Regions from separate parts of the Mus musculus genome. Here all the other regions are linked to region 3. A link is a contact called in public HiChIP or PLAC-seq data. All regions are on one chromosome and are shown on one strand. The core of a region is the stretch at or near the end of the contact, and the rest is flanking DNA. Distances in the headings are between cores, read along the strand shown. Region 1 overlaps Gm13067 (a long non-coding RNA gene). Region 2 overlaps H6pd (hexose-6-phosphate dehydrogenase (glucose 1-dehydrogenase)). Region 3 has its middle 30 kb from the start of Gm42354.

Region 1 (3,045 bases), core at 186-2,685, 240 kb before region 3:
CTGCCCTCCAGGCCCTTGTGAGCTCGGCGCCTCCGCACACCCAGTCTGCTCTCACCGCACAGGAAGATGGCGTTCCTGAGCTACCCTTGTTGTCAAGGGTCAGGCTTGCTGTCATGTTCCAAACCCAACATCTGCCCTCCTACCCCAGTTTCAGATCTCACGCTTTCCAATGCTGCTGGCTGCTTCAGGGAGGCACCAAGGGAGGTCGGCTCTCCCTTCTCTGCTCAGTTATCCATAACTAGTCTGGGTAAATACACAGATGTTCTCACAGTTGTCCACCTGCCCAGGCACTCAGAGACAGGGTCAGAGCCAGGAGGCTGACCCATGGGACAGCTCTCTGTGTGCTCGGTCATTAGGAAGGGGTTTTTATTCCTCCTAACACCAATGATAAATCAAGAAGTGCAATGGTATGGGTATAAAAATGTCATATCCAGATGATATAGTATAGGAGGCTAAAGAGATGGAGCACAGTTAAGCCCGAGGCTGCAAGAGCAGAGGGCCTGGGTTTGATTCCCAGCACCCACACACATGGCAGCTCACAACCATCTGTAACTTTAGTCCTGGGAGATATGACACCCTCTTCTGGCTTCCATGGGGACTTCACACACGTGGTACACAGCCATACCTACAGGTAAAACACCCATATATATATAAACTAAAAGGTAGATAAACCCACTAGCAACAACAACACAAAGAATCACCCCCAAAAATCCCAGGGCCTGTGCAGGTGAATCTTAAAAGACCAGCGGAGCCTACGCAGTAACAAGCATCCTGGCGGACAGGCAGATGGAGACAGATGTAAGGCAGGCACACAGCATACGCTAGGAGGGATGCGTCTACGAACCCAGGCAGTCTTCGGAAGCTGAGGCAAGATCCCTTCACAGAGACTACAGATGGGTGGAGTCTGCTGTGTTGCAGACGTTGGCTTCCAGAACTGCAAGAAAATGCATTTCTCTTGCTTTCGTCCATCAGTGGTTAATTGTCTGGACACACTCCTGAAACAAAGAAGAAAGGGGTGTAGAAGGCAGGGTGAGAGCCTCTGGTCAGCTGCTATAATGCTGCTCTCTCAGTCCCCTTCTTAGACAAACACACATTCCCCCGTTCCCAACTCTGCAGTCAGCTGAAATGCAGCTCAAGTAAATACCACAATCACACTGACACGCCCGAGGAGTGGAAGCAGGCATCGTTGTCAGTTGACCACACTTCTTACCCTGACACTGGAGGTGACCTCCACTGCACCGGACTGTACCTCACACTCAATGACAACCCAACTAGGGAAGGAAGTGTGGACCCTCAGGGACTCAGGCAGCCGCACAGAAGGGAAGGCGAGGTCTGCGGAGATCACATTCACACAGGATCAGTGGTAGCAGAGAACATATTTCAGAACACACGTGGGCATGGGTAAAAAGCCCTGTGGCCCAAGGCTGAGCCTTTAGGCTGTTGAGCACACCACAGTCCGCTGACTCATGTTCAGTCTGGCTCAGGAAGAAGAGGTGACTTTGTGTTTAGCCTGGTAGAATTGTTTTGCCTTGTTTTTGTTTGGCTTTTTGGACATAGCGTCTCACAGAGCCCAGGCTGGCCTCAAACTCAATACATAGCTAAGGATGACCTTGAATTCTGACCTTCCCATTTCCCTCCCCTCATCCCCGGATTACAAGTGTATACCACTGCACCTGGGTTATGTGGTGCTGGGGATCTAACCAGGGGGCCTGTGCGTGCCAGGCAAGCCTTTTGCTGGACATGGTGGCAGATGCCTGTGCGTGCCAGGCAAGCCTCTTGCTGGACATGGTGGCAGATGCCTGTGATTTCAACACTCAGGAGTTAGGAGTCTGAAACAGGTTGAATCTGAGCTTAGCAAGCTCTTACCTCAAAACAATTCCCTCCGTTGTTGGGAGATGGGTGCTAAAGACTTCTCCTGCTCACTTTACAGAAATGAGCAGCTGGGGTTTGAGAGCCAAGGAAGAGGCCTGTGGGATCAGAGGCCTCCAGGAGCAGAGCGAAGGCCAGGGTCAGCATTGGGAGGGAAGCCAGTGGCTTCGGTACACTTGAACATAGGAATTTGCAAAGCAAGTGAGTGACCTTCACCTGTTCCCAGGTGACTCTAGATAAGGCCTCGATGACAACTCTGAACAGGGCCCCGGGGAAGCTGTGCTAGGACTCCTGACCCAGGAGAGAGTTGACAAGAATGTGTTCTTAAAGCCACCGAGTTTGTGCTGATCTGATACACAGCAATGGGAAACTTCCACAGCCCACCACAAGGACAGCAGTGATGCTGACGATGGTGATGCTGACGATGGATCCCACCAATCTTGTGGCCCGAGCTTCTAGGTACCTTTGCAGCCATTTGGCTCCTTCACCGAGCCACACTGACTCACATGACATGAAGAAGCCAAGCCGGCTCTACTGTGCCTACACTTATTCCTGACGATACGACTCAAAACAGGGCTACGTCGGGGACTTGAGAACATCGGTACAGCATTAGATAAGGTAACGGCTGCTATTCTTGCCGGCGCTTGTATGAAGGAGCTCAGCAAATGCCTGTTCTTCATGTATTATTTCACTCTGTCAACGTGGCAACACTCTAAAGCTTGTGAGGGCATGCACATGCATGTGCGTACGAGCGAAAACACACACACACACACACACACACACACACACACACACACAGCCTTGGATATGGGTGGACTTGCTGTTTGGGAATGAATAACCCCTCCTCATCTGAATCTGAACCTCTTAGCCACCCTGAGGGGAGACCAGAAGAGAATGATTCATGGCAAGATGGGTCAAGCTGTCTGGAGAGATGCTGAAGCCCGGACCAGGGTTCAGGAACTGAGGACTGGGGGCTAACCCACACCCAGACGATGTGCTTTTAGATTGTTCCACAGACATAAGTTAGTTTGGTGCATATTTGAGGAAAAGTAGAAGGGTTCACCCTAGTGTAATAATTAGGCTTATGAGAAAACAAGTCACATGATTGAAAATGATTAGCAGTGAATGCAGAGAGAGAGAGAGAGAGAGAGAGAGAGAAGAAAGAACGACAGAGGC
Region 2 (3,042 bases), core at 475-2,974, 160 kb before region 3:
GTGTGGTGCCTCTTTCTGGGCAGCTGGTTTGGTACATGGATTACGAGGCCTTTCTGGGATGACAGTACCATCCTGGTCTTAGTCACTCTCAGCCTTCCTCTTTAGCTGCCCACTGTGCCTCAGCTGTGTGGAGCCTGGTACCAGAGTCAGGCCCCAGAGAAGGGAGGACAAAACTCTGTGCCGACTTCCTGGACCCACTGGTTCTCGGGAATTTCGGTGCCTGCACATGGAAACAAGGTAGAGCTCTGGCCTCAAAACCCAGATAGGAGAGGGACTAAGGCCTCCAGCAGTTACACACCAGTAGCTACAACACACAGTAAGACTGGGCGAAGGCTCCACGCTAAAGAACCAAAGTGGCCTGCCAAGACTGGCCTGCGATCTTCAAACTGGTTTCTGTGGAAAGAGGGGCCAGTGTTGATGGGGAGCAGGGTGCAGAGACTCCTGGTGAATGTCTTGCTCTGAGCCAGGCCAGCAGAGTAGACACAATCCTGAGCCTGCACCGGGCGCCTTGCCTCTTCTGGTATCCCATCATCCCTCTGTGCACCTAGCTGAGATCCAGCGCTCCTCCGGGCAGCTTCTGTCTACTCTGGGAGGACACCCACTGTCCTCAGTATTCCCCATTACCCCTCAGCCTCTCCCTCTCTACAGACACAGACACTGCCACGTCAGAAGTTCCCCCAGATCTAGAGACCGGGGCTCCCTTTCCCACTAAGAACTGTTATGCTGTCATTGGGCTGTCGGGCATCTCTGATCTATCTAGACGGGAGGGCTCTGTCTGCTCCTGGGTCGGGGGTGACTCCAGATCACAGCCTCTTTCTAGGGCTTATGTGGCCAATTGCCAGCATCAGGGCAGACTGCAGCTAGCCCTCCTCACACTACCTCTCTCTGGCTTCAAGTCTGGCAGCAGCCCCTCCTCTGCCGGGCATCTCCACCATTCTTACTGACGAACCTGGTACCACTGGGAACACTACAGGCAGCTCCTAACTTCAGTCCCCTCCAGGGCCAACAACATAAACATTTCAGGGCACATACAGTTTTCATTTAGGCCTCCTGCTGAGTCATGTGAACAAGGGAAGGCCCAGAAGGGTTAGGATGGCCCGTCCTCACAGTTACCTATGTGTCAGTCACAGAGTCTCCGTGTCTTTCAGAATTTTCCCATAGAGAGGTTTCCTGTGATGAGGAGCGTCAGGAAATCTGTTTCTCTCCTTTTATTTGATTGTACTTTCTCCCAGACAGCACATGGAAAAGAATTCTTGCTTTCACTAGAGATGTGTGCATAGAGTGTAGCCTGAGCTGAGGGCTCTGTATGAAAGGCACTCTTGTTGAAATTCTGCTTACTCTGACCTCCAGTGACCCAGACTGACAGAACACCTCTATTCCTTGGCAGAAAAGAGGAACGCCCTGGGGTCCTTTCCTGGCCTGCTTTGCTCAGGCTTGGATGCAGGTAGTCGCAGGTGAAGTTCCACCTTTAGCCATGTGGGGGAGCCCACGTGCCACCACTCACATTCCACCCAGGAGGCGGGTTTTAGTGCCAAACGTCTTTTCTTCGCTTTTCTTGCTCACTGCCTCTCAGGCGTCTTAGCCCAGTGCGTTTTCATCAGTTCTTAGGGACTCGGCCTTCTGCAGTTGCAACATCAGAGAGCAAGGGGCCTTGCATGCCTCAGGAGAGAGGGTGCCCAGGCTCTGTGTCACCATTCTGAATAACGGTGAGTCACTGCCCAGCCTGAGCCTAGAATGTCCCGTTCTTATCCAGATGAATGACTCGCCTCTGTCTGTGGGGAGTCTCTGCACAGGGGAGGCCAGTGTGGGGGAAATACCAAAGATCTCCTTTCCGGAAGCAAGCACAAATAAAATTTCATTGGAAAGGTTGGTGGGGGACATTGTCTGTGTTCTCTGGCATGCACCTGTGTGTGCCCTTTCCCTTTCTGCCCCGGGTTAGGAAGGAGTGATGTTCAGAGCCAGGACCACGGAAGATGCTGCTCTTCAGACTTTCTGAACCATCATCCACAGCCAGCAGGGCTTTACCAATCAGTCACATCTGTGTACGAATCTGTCTCAGGAAGGAGCTCTCAGCCTTAAGACCTGGGATACCCTCTATTTTTTTAAAAATTTTCATTAAAAAATTGTTGCTTGCAAACCACTTAACATTGAGTTGATAAACAGTGTGACGAATACAGCCTTTGCCAGCCTCCTGCCTGTCTGGAAGTGGGGATCTGAGGCTGGGAAGACAGGACAAGGTGTCCAGGTTCCTGGGGAAGGGAAGAGGGACATGTGGTCACTGTGTCTGGGACACAGCCTTCCCTCCCTGGATTCACTTCTGGCTCCCTTAGGGTCCCTGTAGCTGTGGCTTAGCACTGGCCTGCAGGCCGTAACCCTGGGCTGGCTCTGACCCCGCCTGGGATCTTCTAACTGCACCCTGCTCACTCCCTGTTGAAACAATGGAAGCAAAAGTCTGCACCTTGCCTGGTGGCTCTGTGGTCTCCCCACTGATGGGCAGATGCTAAATGCTATGCACAGGCACACCTTGTCCTGCCAATAGCCCAGTGTGCCACGTGGCAGGGCCTTAGTGACTGAAGATTTGAAACTGGGAAAATGTCCAGTGTTGTCCAGAAACTGTATGTTAGATTCTAGAAGCCATGCCAGCACCCTGTGGGGCCTGTTCCTTTCCAGGGGACCCATGAAGGGCTCACATGGCTGAGTCAGGTTCCTTGGGTAGGCCTGTGAGTCCACTATGGGAAGGACACAGGGGCATACAAATGGCAGAAGTTGTCCTCCTTGGGGCGACATGCCAGTTAGCATCTCCAGGCTAGATCCTGATTTCTAATTCCAGGCAAATGTTCCTGGTAACTGCACTTTAAGTAGTCCCATCTTGTTAATTTCTTGCTTCTTCTTCTTTTTTTTTTTAAATGATTTTAAAATTTTTATGTGCATGTTTGCCTGCCTATGTGTCTGTGTGAGGGTATCAGATGCCCTGGAACTGGAGTTACAGACAGTTGTGAGCTGCCATGTGGGTGCTGGGAATTGAACCCAGGTCCTCTGGAA
Region 3 (2,912 bases), core at 179-2,678:
GAGGGCAGGCTAGGGTTTCAAGATGCCTGGATGTTTGGGATTCCATGTTGGATGCTACATTTCCTGTCTTAGCGGGCTCTGCTAAAATTCTAGTTCAAGGTCGTAAGTAAAGACCACAAATCCACAGCCTGGGAAAAGTGTTCTCTCTCTCTTTCTCTCTCTCTCTCTCTCTCTCTCTCTCTCTCTCTCTCTCTCTCTCTCTCTCTCTCTCCCTCCCTCCCTCCCTCCCTCCCTCCCTCCCTCCCTCCCTTTCTAAGGAGAGGATATGCATTATGGCTGCCAGCAGACACCTTTACTCCCAGGTAAGAGTAACAAGGCCAGGCTCCCTGGGACCTCGCACGAGTCTCAGAAGCAGAGCACAGAGTGTGAATGAGGGTCCTGGGTCCCCACCTCAGCACTGCCAGCTGACACATCACACTCCAGGGCAGGAGCTGCAGAGACGGCTCAGCAGTGAGGAACACTTGCTGCTCTTGCAGAGGACCACAGTTTGGTTGCCAGGACCCAAGTCAAGTGGCTCACTACCACCTCTAACTCCGGTTCCAGGGGACATAACACCCTCTTCTGGCCTCTGTGGGCACTGGCGTTCGTGCACATACCCACACACATATACAACTTGAAAACAAATCAATCTTCAAAGAAAGAAAGCCAGGCGGTGTTGGCACACACCTTTAATCCTAGCACTTGGGAGGCTGAGGCAGCTGGATCTCTGAGTTTGAGGCTACAGAGCAAGTTTCAGAACAGCCAGGGCTCCATGGAGAAACACTGTCTCAAAAAACTATAAGCTAGAGAGAGAGAGAGAGAGAGAAAGAGAGAGAGAGAGAAGGAGGAAGGAAGGAAGGAAGGAAGGAAGGAAGGAAGGAAGGAAGGAAGAAAGAAAGAAAGAAAGAAAGAAAGAAAGAAAGAAAGAAAGAAAGAAAGAAAAACAGATTTTAAAACTCAAAAATCTAGAGACTGACTCCAGCCCCTCCTAGACCCAGGGCAGAGTGAGGATCCTGGCCCAGGGTTTACAGCAGACTCGGTCTCAAAATAAATTCTTAGTTTCAGACTGCTCCTATTCCAGGATGCCCTTTGGTTCAGAGATGTAGAGCCTCTGGGCCTCAGTTTCCCCATCTGTAAACCATCATTTTTTACAGGCAAGAGGCAGGAGGGACTGAGTCTTGCAAAGCTGATCCCAGAGTGCTTGCTCTTTGCAGCTGCAGCAGCTGCGTAGCTTGTATTCCAGAGTTTATGATCCCATTGCCCTCTGGGAAGTGGAAACCATTCACCTCGCCCCAAAAGCATCTAACGTCTTGGCCCAAATGTCTGCTTGTCCTGCTTGTTGGCCCGAGTGTGCAGGGGAGGGGTGGAGACAGCTCCCTCTGGGCAATGCTGAAGCACTGGGCGGTACTGGGAGGCTTGCTGAGTGTTTGACAACCAGCATGAGGTCACTGCCCGCCTCCCTCTGGGGTGTGATGTGTCAGCGATGGCCATTGGCCTACATGCCATGACTCAGGGTGGTAAGCATTCCTCCTGAAAGCCTCAACCCAACCCTGCTGCTGCCTTCCCCAGCTGCAGACTCTGCCCTCTCCCTCTGGCTCTGTCCTTCCAGGGCTCCAGCCAGGAATGCTAGGCAAAACACTATGTCAGCTTGAGTGACTACCCTTGGAGACCCAGGGTGTTCCTTGTGCTACCTGGGTCCCCTGCAGGGTCACAGGCTGTTCCCTGAAAGCTCACATAGATGCCTTGATGTTGCCCACAGTGTCCTCAGGAATGGTGGCACAGGCGATTCTGGATTTTAATGAGCATCTACTGCGTGCTCTAAGGCAAATGCTTGAGAGACAGCAATCTCCCTCTCAGGAATGCTGCCACCAATCACAAATTACCATAAACTGGGTGTCTGAAAACAACAGAAAAGTATCACTTCCCATCAAGCCAGAAGGAAAGAATCGAGGCATCAGCAGGTCTGTGTTCTTTGCGACACGCGACACTGCGGGGTTGGGAGGAAGCTATTCTGGCCTCTCCAGCCTGTGGAAGAACAATTTCCTCAGCTATATTCTCCAATCTCTGGTCTCAACTGGCCTCCTCTTCTCTCTTAGCCTCTGGGTCCAATCCTCTTCATAGGAAGACATCAGGGATGGGATGTAGAGGTCACGCAAATCCAAGATGACTGCATCCGAAGCTCTCTAGTCACATCTGCAAAAGCCCTACTCCTGAAACAGGTCATTGTCATAGACAATCTTGTGTCTTCCCTCAATATCAAAATGTATAAATAAACAAGCCAGCCACAATTTGCCAGGTGATCCCAGTCTCACTTGGTAGCTGGCTGGCAATCGCAGGTTGTCTGATTCTAATCGTAATTACTAAACTCTCAGACCACCTATCACAATATAGTCGGGATGTCTAAGAGAGGGTTAAAGAGGCAGCGTAGGTCAGACAGGCAGTGCTGAGTTGGAAGCAGAGCCAAATGCAAGCTGAACAGGTCTGGGGGCGGCGGGGGTGGGGGTGGGGGTGGGGGACAGGGGACGGTGGGATCTGCAGGGGACTGGAAGGCTCGGAGCCATCAAACACAGGGTCAGCTTGAAGAGGGCTGAGTGCTACAGGCAGGAAGCTGCATTTGAGCAGGAGACCAGGCTGCAGGCAGGAGGCCTTTGCTGCAGTAACTTTCATGGACCAGTGACTCTAGCACGCATGCACATTTGTCTCACCTCCCTCTCCCCCCCCCCAACCCCTTCTCTTATAATCCTGGCTGAGGGCTTCCATCTAGCAGGAGTGAAAAACACCTGTGGCTGTGGTTTCTAATCTGCTTAGGTGCAGCCTTGGGTGTTAGTATTTACTGGAATTACCAATCTGAGCTTCCTGGGGCTGGTGCCAGAAGCCGATGGCAGCTTACTGCTTTACAGTGCGGAGTAGGCCAGGCATGGTGGTGGTAGTGT

Evidence for each region. HiChIP or PLAC-seq counts read pairs in DNA pulled down with a chosen protein or histone mark.
Region 1: a contact with region 3 is called in a FOXA1 HiChIP or PLAC-seq map of pancreatic cancer cells. The contact joins two enhancer-like sites. A contact is called at or near these places in 1 of 484 Hi-C or Micro-C datasets (double positive thymocytes), 9 of 115 datasets of contacts at active chromatin or transcription factors (bone marrow-derived macrophages, double positive thymocytes, embryonic stem cells and 2 more) and 1 of 9 other capture datasets (embryonic stem cells).
Region 2: a contact with region 3 is called in a FOXA1 HiChIP or PLAC-seq map of pancreatic cancer cells. The contact joins two enhancer-like sites. A contact is called at or near these places in 4 of 15 datasets of contacts at CTCF or cohesin (embryonic stem cells, large pre-B cells and stem cell-derived epiblast-like cells), 44 of 484 Hi-C or Micro-C datasets (B cells, the Ba/F3 cell line, DN2 thymocytes and 31 more), 23 of 115 datasets of contacts at active chromatin or transcription factors (the 230-238 cell line, SST interneurons, T-cell acute lymphoblastic leukemia and 17 more) and 1 of 9 other capture datasets (bone marrow-derived macrophages).

Annotation. Positions count from the first base shown.
Region 1 is chr4:150,054,776-150,057,820 of GRCm38.p6, reverse strand. Gm13067 (a long non-coding RNA gene) reads right to left here. Exons shown (of 7, transcript XR_390962.2): 7 at 1-995. Among named protein-coding and RNA genes, the nearest start is that of Mir34a, 12 kb to the left of the region's middle. Within about 2 kb of position 1,435, at least 23 of the 459 cell types and tissues checked have an H3K27ac peak or open chromatin away from gene starts, as enhancers often do. A contact at or near this core is called in pancreatic cancer cells, where this site is marked.
Region 2 is chr4:149,978,578-149,981,619 of GRCm38.p6, reverse strand. H6pd (hexose-6-phosphate dehydrogenase (glucose 1-dehydrogenase)) reads left to right here. Exons shown (of 5, transcript NM_001291004.1): 5 at 1-2,146. The coding sequence ends at 62. Among named protein-coding and RNA genes, the nearest start is that of H6pd, 23 kb to the left of the region's middle. Within about 2 kb of position 1,724, at least 206 of the 459 cell types and tissues checked have an H3K27ac peak or open chromatin away from gene starts, as enhancers often do. A contact at or near this core is called in the HL-1 cell line, bone marrow-derived macrophages, embryonic heart and 4 more, where this site is marked.
Region 3 is chr4:149,819,292-149,822,203 of GRCm38.p6, reverse strand. No RefSeq gene overlaps it. Among named protein-coding and RNA genes, the nearest start is that of Gm42354, 30 kb to the right of the region's middle. Within about 2 kb of position 1,428, at least 109 of the 459 cell types and tissues checked have an H3K27ac peak or open chromatin away from gene starts, as enhancers often do. A contact at or near this core is called in the HL-1 cell line, bone marrow-derived macrophages, embryonic heart and 4 more, where this site is marked.